Regions from separate parts of the Mus musculus genome. Here region 2 is linked to region 1. The links are chromatin contacts, called in public ChIA-PET maps. All regions are on one chromosome and are shown on one strand. Each heading gives the region's core, a stretch centred on a gene start, on an enhancer-like site or on the middle of the called end of the contact. The rest is flanking DNA. Distances are from core to core; before and after follow the strand shown.

Region 1 (5,964 bases), core at 2,409-4,908:
GAGCTGGAGCCATGAGTTCCACTCTGTGTTTTCTTTGGTTGATGGTTTAGTGCCAGGGAGATCTAGGGGTTACTGGTTAGTTCATATTGTTGTTCCTCCTATGGGATTGCAAACCCCTTCAGCTCCTTGGGTAGTTTCTCTAGCTCTTTCATTGGGGACCCTGTGCTCCATCAAATGGATGGCTGTGAGCATTCACTTCTGTATTTGTCAGGCACCGGCAGAGCCTCTCAGGAGACAGCTATATCAGGCTCCTGTCAGCAAGCTCTTGTTGGCATCCATAGTAGTGTCTGGTTTTTGTGGTTGTATATGGGATGGACCCACAGGTGGGGCAGTCTCCAGATGGTCATTCATCCTGTCTCTGCTTCACACTGTCTCTGCAACTCCTTACATGGGTATTTTGTTCCCCCTTCTAAGAAGGACCGAAAGTATCCACACTTTGGCCTTCCTTCTTCTTGAGTTTCATGTGTTTTGTGAATTGTATCTTGGATATTCTGAGCTTCTGGGCTAATATCCACTTATCAGTGAGTACATATCTTGTGTGTTCTTTTGTGATTGGGTTACCTCATTCAAGATGATATCCTCTAGATCCATCCATTTGTCTAAGAATGTCACTGTGTGCCCTTAATATGCATAAAATAAAAATTTTAAATGCCTTTTTTATTTTTTAAATCAAGAAGGTATTCCATCATGAGGCTGAATCTTGAGCCTTGATACTAAAGAAATGACAGCCTAGTGCTTGGGCTTTAGCTATACATAGAGTACTTGTCTTCTGTGTGTAAATTCTTAAGTTTAATACCTAGTAACATAAAAGTAAAATACAATAATGGTCCAAAGCACATTGGACTATAGCCAGTGTACAGCCAACACAGGACAGGGCATTTTAGTCCAGTTGAAGCAGAGAAGAAGAACAACTAGGAATGATGTGGGGTATACAGTTGTAAAGCAGGGATTAAACCTCATGCAAATATACATGCTGGTTAGAGTCAGGTTTGGTGTTCTAATCAATGGCACAGAATGGGAGCTCAAAGGAGAGTCAGTCATGTTCCAAAGACAGCTGTGGAAGAGAGCAGAGCAAGGTGAGCTGAGAGCATAAGAACAACTAGAATCAGATTGGTCAGTTACAGCCATGCTGACCTGTTCCCACCTGAGAGTCCAAACCCTTATTACCTAAGATGCTTTGAAGAGAATCTAATGGTTTTCTTTGCAGCCATACTTGCTTCTAGACTAGGCTTTGTGAAGCTAGTGAAGAGGACTCAGTAGGGACTGGAGTCTTGAGTTTAGTCCACAGGGAGATCCAAATATCCTATGCAGGTTGCATGAATGAGATAAAAACAGAGTCTGACTTGCCTGGATTGTCATAGTTGTTGTGACACATACCCTGACCAAAAAAAAAAAAAAAAAAAAAGCAACCTAGGGGAGGAAAGAGTTAGCATGGATTGCAATTCCAGGCTGCAGTGTATCACGATGGGGAAGTCAAGGCAGAAACAGAAGCAGCTATGTAAGGCTGTCACATCACATTGACAGTTAAAAGCAAAGACAAAATATACACAACCTTGCTTGCTTGCTCTCAGTTAGCTCTTTCTACTCTTATATGGCCCAGGAAATGATGCTGCTAACAATAGGTTGGATCTTCGTACATGAACTAACCATCATGATTCACCCTGACCCCCAGATATGTCTACAGACCAACCAGGTCTAGGAAATTTTTCAGTTAAGACTTCTGTCTCAGTTGACTCTTGGTTGTGCCAAGCTGAGAGTCCAACTAGGCAAGCACATGGACCTTCACATAACCAGACAAGGCTCATGCTCCATTAACACATTTCACATTCTGCACAGGTTGCTGGGTAGAAAATGAAGTGGAAAGAGTTCTGGAAAAAAGCTCAGCTTAGCCATGGTGACCAATTACAAAGTCACCACCTGAGGAAATAAAAGCATATCACTATAAACAACTAAGTTTTGGATACTTATTTTACTGTGGAGTAATTTCTGTATTAGAATGACATCCCTGCCACTCTTTCCAGATTATTAGCTTTCCCAGACTCTGACCAGAAGAACAATGTCAGGCCCTGATATAATTCTGTAGTGTGTGTGGCAAAAAGCCCAGACTGAGGTAGCTGGTAGTCATGCAACTCATACATTTTTAATTTCCTAGTATGTACTAAACCTCATACTACACCATGATATATAACAAGAAAAGAATAGATAGACCTTAGGCTCTGAAGTAAAGCAGGAGATGGAACATAGAAAGTCTCTTGGTTCCTTAACTGTAGCTATGACGCACACTCCAAATAAAAATTGTAGAGAGCTGTGGCCTTCATAACTTGATCTAGGAGAGGTCATGTAGAAGGAGTTGCTTAGGAACAAGATGTAGAAACAACGGTAGTATGTTTAAAGACTCCAAGGTGAAAGCAAACCTGAACAAGATGAAAGGCTGAAGATCAACATGGTCAAACTTTAGAAGATAGAATGTGTGCAGTATGAGGCTAAAACTTGCCTCATAGGCTGCAGGGGTGATTTTGAACTTATTATGAGAGAGGAGCAAAGATGAAGGTTTTAATTTAAGGAATGACATAATCAAATTTACATAGTGAGATATGTATGTGCATAATGTGTTGGATAGAGGCCAAGTAGACAGTTGGAATGTTAGCATAAAATACAGTCAGAATGAGGTAGTAAGTGGAGTCCCAGGGAGAGACAATGGAGGTGGAAAGAATGTGGGATTCTGCGTAGGAAATAATACTGATATCTCCTAACATCAAAAATAATCTCGGTAGCAATCCCCAAGAATTAATAACACAAACTCTCCACCATCCTGATCAAGCTCTCCAAAGAGAAGTCAATTCACAAAATCCAATAAGGAATACATCTTGCACATTCCCTCAGGTACCCAGCTATTTCTTTCTTCTTTCTTCTCATTTGATTCTGCAGGCCAACCTTGGGGCTATAGATTATTACATTTAAATTTGAGAAAATTGCAGCTCAAAGATGCTAAGCCACAAGTCTGAGGTCCCAAAGCTATCGTGAAAGACCATTTTAATCTTAGCCTGTCTATGCCAGTGCCTGGAAAATGAAGAAGTGGATGCTCACAGTCATCTATTGGATGGAACAGAGGGCCCCTAAAGAAGGAGCTAGAGAAAATACCCAATGAGCTAAAGGGGTCAGTAACCCTACAGGAGGATCAGCAATATGAACTAACCAGTAACCCCGCCCTCCCCCCAGAACTGTGTCTCTAGTTGCATATGTATCAGAGGATAGCCTCATAAAAATCACATTATTATAGATAATATATAGCTTTTATAGCATCCTGAACTTGATAGCGTTGATGCTATCTTTGATATATTTAGGTTAATTGGACCAAGAGCATAATAACTGTATGCTACTCATAACTGAATATAGCCAGAAAATGTCAAACAGGAAACATGGCTTAAATTTTCTCATGTTAATATAGTTTGAGGTGACACAGAAGCTCTGAGAAGCATCCCTCAATGATCACAATGTATGGAGTTGACCTGACTCTGGGTTGCCTGTTCCCTTCTGATGGTCAAGAAGATCTGCTGTATTTACTCTGTGAACACCACTGATGCGATCGTGACAGGAAGTATGACCTCATTCTGCTGCCCTGCCTCTAGTTCGGAAAGGCTGATATTGAAAGTAAACAAGGCCCGTGAGACTAACTCCCAAGAATGACAAGCTATTCTATTCTTGGAAGCAGCTGAAAGATCCAGAGGCCCCTGACCACCAAATTGCCCTGTGAAAGTGGCAGAGACATGGTCATCTCCAACCAGAAGGGAAGACGGGGTGCTCTGTGGGAAGTCACTTCTGCACCTGTTGACATTCTGATGGGATTTTTCAGTTGAAGAACGGCTCGGTCCAGCTTTCTGCACTACCAACCACTGGGAAGCTTCGTATTTCAGTAACCCTCCTGTCATTTATCAGTCGGAAGAAGAGCCCGGGGACTCCCTGTGGAGGAATATGTATGAGCAAGTTATATTTCAGAACAGATGCATTGCTTTGATGAGCTGGTAGACAGAGTCTGTTTCTTGAAAAGTTCTTGAGCTGTGAATGCAAGTTGTTTTCACAGTTACTAATTCTTGACTAGCGGGCATTATGCTCACTGTACATGGCTCCTCGCTTTTGTAAGATCAAACAGCGAGACCTTGCTTTCTGCTGCACAATGCCTTGCCTTAAAACTAAGCTTACTGCCTGAGGAAAACTAACATATAGTCATTTGGACTGGACAAAGTCTTATTGTATTACTCAATGCTGAAATCACAAGGAACATGCTAGTATGTTCACTTGTATGGATATTATCTTTTTCAAACCAGTGATTTTCTTTTTTAAAAATGTGTGTCTTTATTTAGAAATCTTCCAAAGAATGCTAGAAAGTTCTGTATTATTTAAGACAATCTTATAAGCTGGAGTATATGATTCCTTGAAAGGTTCACTATACATTATTAAATAATCTAGTTTGAGCCTTAGAGTTGATGTGACTGATTTAATGTATTATGTTATAGCAATCAATTATTAGTTGACATGTTTATCAAAAACAGGGACAGAACTACTAGATCATAAAAGGCTCTCATGTCACCTTATAAAACTACTAGGGTCGTATTATACATATATACTTATATACATACAAACATATGTATATGTATACACTTATATAATTTATGTAATTCAGTAGCTACATGGAGATAGAACTATGTGATAAGAGGTAACTGATCAATATTTGCACAAATTGCACACTTTGAAGCATGCTTACTTTGAAATTGAAAAGTAAATTCTAAGCTTTCAGGAATGTGACTTTGTAATCTGGGTTGTGGTGGTCTATTTGTAGCTCAGTATAGCTTATGCTGTTTAGGAATGTTCAGACTGATAGCCACCACAAAAGCCTTGACCTTCTCCATGGCCACTTGTCAATGGCAACAATCTCCAAGCACTTACTGCAACTCAATAATGAAACTAGTTCTGCTGGCTGCTTTAAATACACATTTGTTTCAAGGACACTAGAACCAGCCTCTTTTTCAGATTTCTTAATTAAGTAACAAAAACCTATTTAATCTGGATGACAAATAAACCTTTGTAAGTATTGCTTTTCTCTCACAATGGTGTTGTTATTTACAGAATATTCAGACTTAAGGAATGAGACAATGAAAAATAGAATTTAAAGTAGGCAGCCCCACACTGAAGTCCCACAATCTGGTCTGCTTCTCCAATCCTACATCTCTGTACTATTTCAGCAAACAAATCTGACTAGTGCAATTAGTAGACGCCATCTGTTTGGCATCATTTGTCTATTTTTAATATATAGTCCATCTTTTTTTTTTAACGTCTTTTGCAGAAAAAAAAAAATCTGTGAAGTTTGAACAAGCGGCCTTCTCAAGATGTACCGAGACTCTCCACTGATGTCGACACCAGTAGCAAGTAAATGTGAAACTGCTCTGTGCAATTATCTTTGAACGATTAGAGTCCTCTTAGCAATTTCCTTGCTTTGATTTTGCTGATACTCAGACCATTAGCCATCTGTCAGTAGCTTGTGTTTTTTAAATGCCAGTGTGTGCGCTTTGGCAATGATTTCGACTTCATTTCTTTCCTTGAAAGAAATGTGGCATTTTTTTTTCTTTTAGGATTAAAAAAAAATCACTATTTTTTTAGATGCCTATGCATAAATGTGAAAGGAGGCCATTTATTGGCTACTATTAAGATGCAAAACTGTCTACAAAAATGCTGAAAGATTGATCACAACTTTCAGAAAATAAGGGCGTTGTTCAAACGGTAGTGGTTTCTTCCTTCCTCTTATTTTTCTCTCCCAACCCTCTTTGTAACCCTCTCTCACACACCCAGTTGTTCTTCTTTTTTTTTCTTTTTCTTTTTAACTAATAAAATAACAGCCTGAGCTGAAAGTCTAAATTACCTTATTTGTTTTCAGTAGTAATTGTCAGCACAGAAATCAAGTTTCTCTGA
Region 2 (5,964 bases), core at 2,114-4,613, 240 kb before region 1:
TATATCCCTTATTTCAATTAGCAAGTAAAATAGAAGTAAATAATCATAGATGTAAATGTACAAATATATATAAATACAAACTGTTAGGTCCATTTTTGTTTTGGGGATATATGGTCTCAAGGCTGACTCCTTGCCATTGGATGCCATCATTCTCTTTTCTTCATAATAGATGAGGAATTCCAACTCCTGTTTCCCCTTCTTGAAAATTAGGATGTAGAGCAGAGCCCCTCTACCTCCTTTTAGAGGCCTTGCTCTCAGAGCAGGGTTCTTTTCAGAATGTGTGCACGTAGGACTTGAGATATTGATCTTAACAGTGGCACAAAAGCCATATGTACTCAGTAGAGGTTGTCCTCTGAATTTTAAATTCTGATTTTCCCCAGTCTCATATCTGTGTTCAGCCTTTTCTCTTAATGATGCACACCAGGCTAGAGCCAAGGTTCCCGTAATCTGCCTGGTCACAAGGAGAAATACCTCATATTGTACTGGATGCTGTGTTGCTGAACTTTTATGGTCTGGGTTTGGTCTAAAATACAATTTTGACTTATGATATTCTCAGCATATGAGGGGCATTTGAGGAGCTAGCTCCATGGCTACAGACTGGCTTTACACACAGAGTATAGAAATGTGATCTGAAGCGAGAGTCGCAGACTCATGTGATCTTGTACACTCAGCACAGGTAGAATGTTTCTGTTTGGAGTATGTGCTTCCGGTCAGCCTAGAGATTGGCCAGTTTCTTCAACTTGTTCCTGGAAATGGGAAAACCTCTATCCATATTTATGGCCATGTTCTCTGTGCTTCCGTTATCCTGGAAGACACAGCGTCTGTAAGACTTTCTTTTCAAAGCACTTGTCCAAAGTCCCTGGATTTGAATGTTTGTCATGATAATGTCCAGCCAGCCTATGCTCTGTGTTTTACCTGCTTTAACTCAGCTTTGTGGCAACTACCCAAAAGCAGTCCAATGAGCTTCCCTTAGCAGGCAAGAAGACATCGAGAGCTTGTCAGGGGATATCAGTTCATGAGGGAGAGCTAGCATAGTAGTCTCTGTGTGGCTCTTGGAGGGGCAGCCCACCATGAAGCAAATGAGATAGCCTCTCCTTTACCTGTATGTGTCATGGGACCAGTCATTTCCTATTTTGGCTTTGTTTTCTTAAGGGGTTTGCAATCATCAGGGCTAGAGTAGAGGTGAATGTGTTTGTCAGCCTGGAAAGCATAGTTCAACCAAGCCAAGGGTTCAGCCATGAAGCTGGCTTTGCAAGCCTTTAACATGGGTGTGAAAATTCGGACAAGAAAGAATCAAGCCAAAATGTCCTATCATGGCCTGCTCCCTGTCCCTACCCCTTCAGACCACTATGCCCTTTACCTTCTAAATGTGGTCTGTCCTGAATTCCTGGGCCATGAGATCTATTGACTGGAGTCTGTGAGCACAGCTTCTTTGGGGCTACCTAAGATACTACTCAACTTCTCCAGCACCCCCTTCTCTGCTCAGCAATAGTGTTGGAGGAATGGAAACTTTTGCCACCAACAGCATTTGCTAGCAACTTCCTTCTCTGTGGTTTTTGTCTGTCATCCCCTTGATAAAAGAATTTGAGCTGTGCCTCTGTCACCAACACTCATGAACTGCATCTTAACATAAAAAACAGCCCCCTTTTAAGAAGCAGGCTGCTTGAGAAATGATGCACCATGTGCTCTGAACTAGGTCACTCTCCACTCAGGGAGCTCTGGGTGTGCTTCACTCTGCATGTGTGTCTCTCGTACTGCAGGCTTCGAGTACCTTCCACAGCTCAAGGAGAGAAAGAGATGGGGAATAGCATGAAATCCACATCTCCACCTTCGGAGAGGCCGTTATCCAGCAGTGAGGGTAAGTCTGACTTCTCTAGAGAGATATTTAACTCAGTCCTGTAATAGCCCACTGTGGGTGGTGGCTCTTGTTAAAACTGGGCAGTGGGTACCTGTGTGACATTGTATCATTCCCTCACTTTGTGCTTCAAATAGTTAAGAATGAACATTTGGAAGGGTTAGATACTTGGCGGTGTGAAAGTGTTGTCATCTTTAGAGGGAACTCTGAGACTGGTAGGCTCCTTTGACAGAGTACATACAGGTTTTGAGCCACTGTAAAGTTTAAAATCTCAAATCCTGTGTGCATGTGTTCTTGAAAGAGCCATGAACTGAGAGCAAGGCCTCTGAGAGGAGGCAGAGGGAGTTCAGCGCTCCTCAGCTCATGACTTCCGGTTTGTCTATCTGTATACACTGTAGTTTTCCTACATGAAAAGCATAGGCTTCCAACTTTCCTCCCTTCCTCCCTTTCTCTCTCCTCCTTTCTCCCTCCACCTCTCCCTCCCTCCCTCCCTTCCTCTCTCTCTGAATTTTAGGAATACAGTCTGGGGCAGAAGGGCCTTTATGCTTGAGCAAGTCTAATGAAAACAAACCTCAAAAGACTTGCCCATTTGCTTTTACTTTTAAAATGCTAATTGACATAAAGTAAAATTTTTTCTTTTTCCACTATGTGGGCAAGAGGCTGCATCTGAGAAGGAGGTTCAGGGGTCTCCCTCTGACTGCTGGTTTAGAAAAATTTCTCCGGCCTGTACCAGGGTATACTCCAGATAGTCGCACAATTGTCCCACCCTGAAAAGCTTCCTCTGTTGTCAGGTCTGATTCTACTTCATCTTTCTTCACATACCTATTTGAATGAGGGAGAAGTTGCCAGGTCACTGCTACTCTAATTGACTCGAATCAGGCATTGCCTGAATTGCTGAGGCTTCCTCTGATAGCCTGGGTGACAAAAAGCTCAGGGCAGGAGGTTCTGCCCTATGAATCTCAAGACAAAAGAATTCTCTTGGCCTTTAAGAGCTCCTTCTTCAGCATGCCAGGACAGTGAATGCCTGGGCATGTATGTTCTTCATCAGGGTGATTCCTAGGAACTAATGTCATAAAGAAGTAGTCAATCTGTTGGGAATAGTGTACATTTCAGAGGAAAAAGACCCCCAAGTGGTGTCCTTTAGAAGCTGTGTGACCTTGGGGAAGTACCCCCAGTCTTCTATGGCTTTCCTAAGGGACTTAACCTTGATCTTGTGCCACCACAGTAGAGCAAAGAGCAGTGACCTGGTTGTAGGGTGGGAACACTTTGAGATCCACTTGAGGTCTGCTAACCTCAGTAGATTGTATCTATATAACCATCCCTCAAGTGTGAGCTTCCCTCAAGTGTGAACATCCCTCAAGTATGAATGCAGTGGAACTGGCAACCCCAGGAACTTTCTCACAGAATTGCAAATAGTGAATTTTCCAGTCCACACAAACTTCAGACACCTCCTCAGGGAGGGCCACATGCATACAGCACAGAATTAATTAAAAACCGGGGGCCTCCCAGGATGTTGGGGAAACACATTTCCACCCAATAAAGACAACCTAGTTACTCTGCTGTAATAGTCCCCTCCCCCACTCCTGCCGATTGGTTTCTTCCATCTGCATTACTGTGACCTACAGTGACACCTCATGTCTGAATTGACCATGCAAACCAGCTGTGCTCAGAACCCATGCCACTGTGCCCAGGTACAAATCAAATCACACCCAGTCAACATGCCCTTGCAGAGTTGATACCCGTGAAAAACAGGACTGAGCAAGGTAAGGAGAGGAAGGAAACAAGTAAATCTGAAGGCCCAGCAGAACTGTGATGGCGGGTGGAAGGTGGATATCAGCGAGCTGTGTTTCCAACCAGGCCCTGGAAGGTCTTACGCCCCTAAAGCTAGCAGATCCCAGGCCAGTGCTAGTTGTGCTTTCATATCTAAGACAATCACGAGCTGACTAGCCAGGTCATCATGGTGTCTCCTCAGTTCTCATTTTTATGACAGTGATAATTGTAGTGTGGCTTGGTGCCTGAGGTGTGCCACACATGGCTCTAAGAGCTTTATGCATATGATGTGAGCCATTGGATATACATATGCATATCACATAAGAATAGCATCTCACGTGAAAATTCCTTCAAAGCAGCTCCTAATTTTTATAATAGTCCAACCACATTATCACTATCACACTCTTCAATTTGCAGTCGAGGAAACTGAGGGCATGTCATAGGCCATGCCTAATGTCCTCCAGCTCATCAGGGATGTGAGAGGAGAAACAAGCAGATTAACTGAGTGTAGTGGTCAGAGTCCTCCCCTGTCTTTAAAAAACAAAAACAAAAACAAAAGAACTCCATCATAATCCCAGGGTAGACTGTGCTCAGAGAGAGGATATGCCAGGAGTAAGGAATTATGCCCAGTTAACAGATTCAATGACACAAAAACTCTTGGGCCATTGCAAGAACTTATAAATGAAGTACCAGTCAGATCTTAGCTTAGGTCCTCATTTCTATATCACTAACCCATTCCTGGAGCATGGGGTGGCTTTAAGTGGAAGGATATTTGACTTCTGAGTCATTTTACCCTTAAAGAATATAAAATACAAGTAGGTAACCTATCAAATCCATACCTGTAGATGGTAGGACCCACAGACCTGGCTTCCATGCATCAGCAGAACTTCGTAGGCCTTCCTCCAAGCCAGCCTGCAGCTCCATCTGGTTGGCTATGTTCATATGTGCTGCTTTGCTTACTGATAAACTTACTGAAAGTCAGGCCTAAAGGTGACCTTTCAGAGGCAATGTGTTTGGATATGAGTCAAAACAGGATGAAAGCAGAAGTTGAAATAATGCAGCCATTTAGCCCTGCACCCACTAGCCACAGGTGTTGCCTGCATGAGCTCTGAATGCTCACTTGGATCTATCTGGTCTTTATCTGTGGGGGATGGATTGTTGATTGAGGAGAGCCTAGACCCAAGGTGCAAAAAGAGCTAAATGAAGTGACCATAGGCCTGTAGTCTCATGCTGTTCTGTGGACATGCCATCAACTCTCCAGCTTTGCTCATTCTATCCCCCAAGTAAGAATGGGTGACCCACAGGGCTGGGGAGAATATGAGAAAGAAGGGATGGGTACAGTTTCTACTACAGACACCAATGGGGCTACTGAGCAGGTGCTAACTTTAGAAATGAAGTGGCTGTGGCATGCTAAAGAAAAAACAGGCCACAAAGGCCTGCTCTTCGAGCTAGGTAACATGTGGCCAGTAACCTCTGTCTGGGTTCCTGTCCTTACATGATACATTTGTATATTCACTTCTCCATCCCTACTCATTCCCCAGGTATCAGCAAATATTTGGATTTTCCTTTTCTCCTCTTACCAAGTGGAGTTTGTATTTAGATGGGCCAAAGGTAGTAAGAAAGCCTCACATTGCCTCTCCTTTGTGTCAGTAACACTGAGATGGTCCAGCTGGAGCTGGTCTTGATTGGGAAAGAGTGTGCTTATCCTCTGTGGGAATGTTCCTTTGAGTCATGAAGTCCACATAATCCACCACAAGGCAGATTTTGATATATTCTGTTTTAATATGTGAATGAGCCAAGCTCTAGTTAGTTAAAAGAAGCCTTGCTTCAAATCACAGATCTCTAAAGTGGTGGTGTGTGGGTCAGCCCAGCTGATTTCAAATGCTCTGAGTTCCTCATGGCCAGCACAGATGTACTCTGTGACTCTCATTACTGACCATGGCCCTCCTTCCTTAGCCTCTTTCCTGCCTCGTTCATTATATGGCAGTATCTAAATGTTTAGATTTCTGAAAAAGGAATGAAATTCTACTTTGTATACAAGGTAAAGTCCTAATGGGTTTGTACCATCCTCTCATTTTGCTTCCACATTACATGCTACATGTATAAGTCTGCCTAAACAGGTAGCTTAAACGTTTGTCAAAATGTCTGCCATACAGTTTGTCAAAAAGTTTAGTCTCTTTTTAAATAAATAAAAAAACCACACATGCAATTTTTTATAAACCCATGGCTCTGAGAAGGCTTGAAGATGTCTCTGAGAAGAAAACCTGTAATCCCACCTCAGATATTTATTTCCCTGTAGAGATCAGAGTTCAGGGAAGACAGTGGGGCCCTAAAGCCAA

The links. ChIA-PET counts read pairs in DNA pulled down with a chosen protein or histone mark.
Region 2: a contact with region 1 is called in an RNA polymerase II ChIA-PET map of effector CD8 T cells, with 12 read pairs. The contact joins the enhancer-like site here to the promoter of Tmem71 in region 1. A contact is called at or near these places in 1 of 39 promoter capture datasets (the HPC-7 cell line), 1 of 484 Hi-C or Micro-C datasets (CD4 T cells), 3 of 115 datasets of contacts at active chromatin or transcription factors (effector CD8 T cells, memory CD8 T cells and microglia) and 3 of 9 other capture datasets (adipose tissue, liver and pancreatic islet).

What each region holds. Positions count from the first base shown.
Region 1 is chr15:66,558,740-66,564,703 of GRCm38.p6, reverse strand. Tmem71 (transmembrane protein 71) reads left to right here and starts at 3,658. Exons shown (of 10, transcript NM_172514.3): 1 at 3,658-3,974; 2 at 5,342-5,424. The coding sequence starts at 5,385.
Region 2 is chr15:66,797,325-66,803,288 of GRCm38.p6, reverse strand. All of the region lies in intron 41 of Tg (thyroglobulin), which reads right to left. Sla (src-like adaptor) reads left to right here. Exons shown (of 9, transcript NM_009192.3): 3 at 1,761-1,858. The coding sequence starts at 1,798. Among named protein-coding and RNA genes, the nearest start is that of Sla, 32 kb to the left of the region's middle. Within about 2 kb of position 3,363, at least 28 of the 459 cell types and tissues checked have an H3K27ac peak or open chromatin away from gene starts, as enhancers often do. A contact at or near this core is called in effector CD8 T cells, where this site is marked.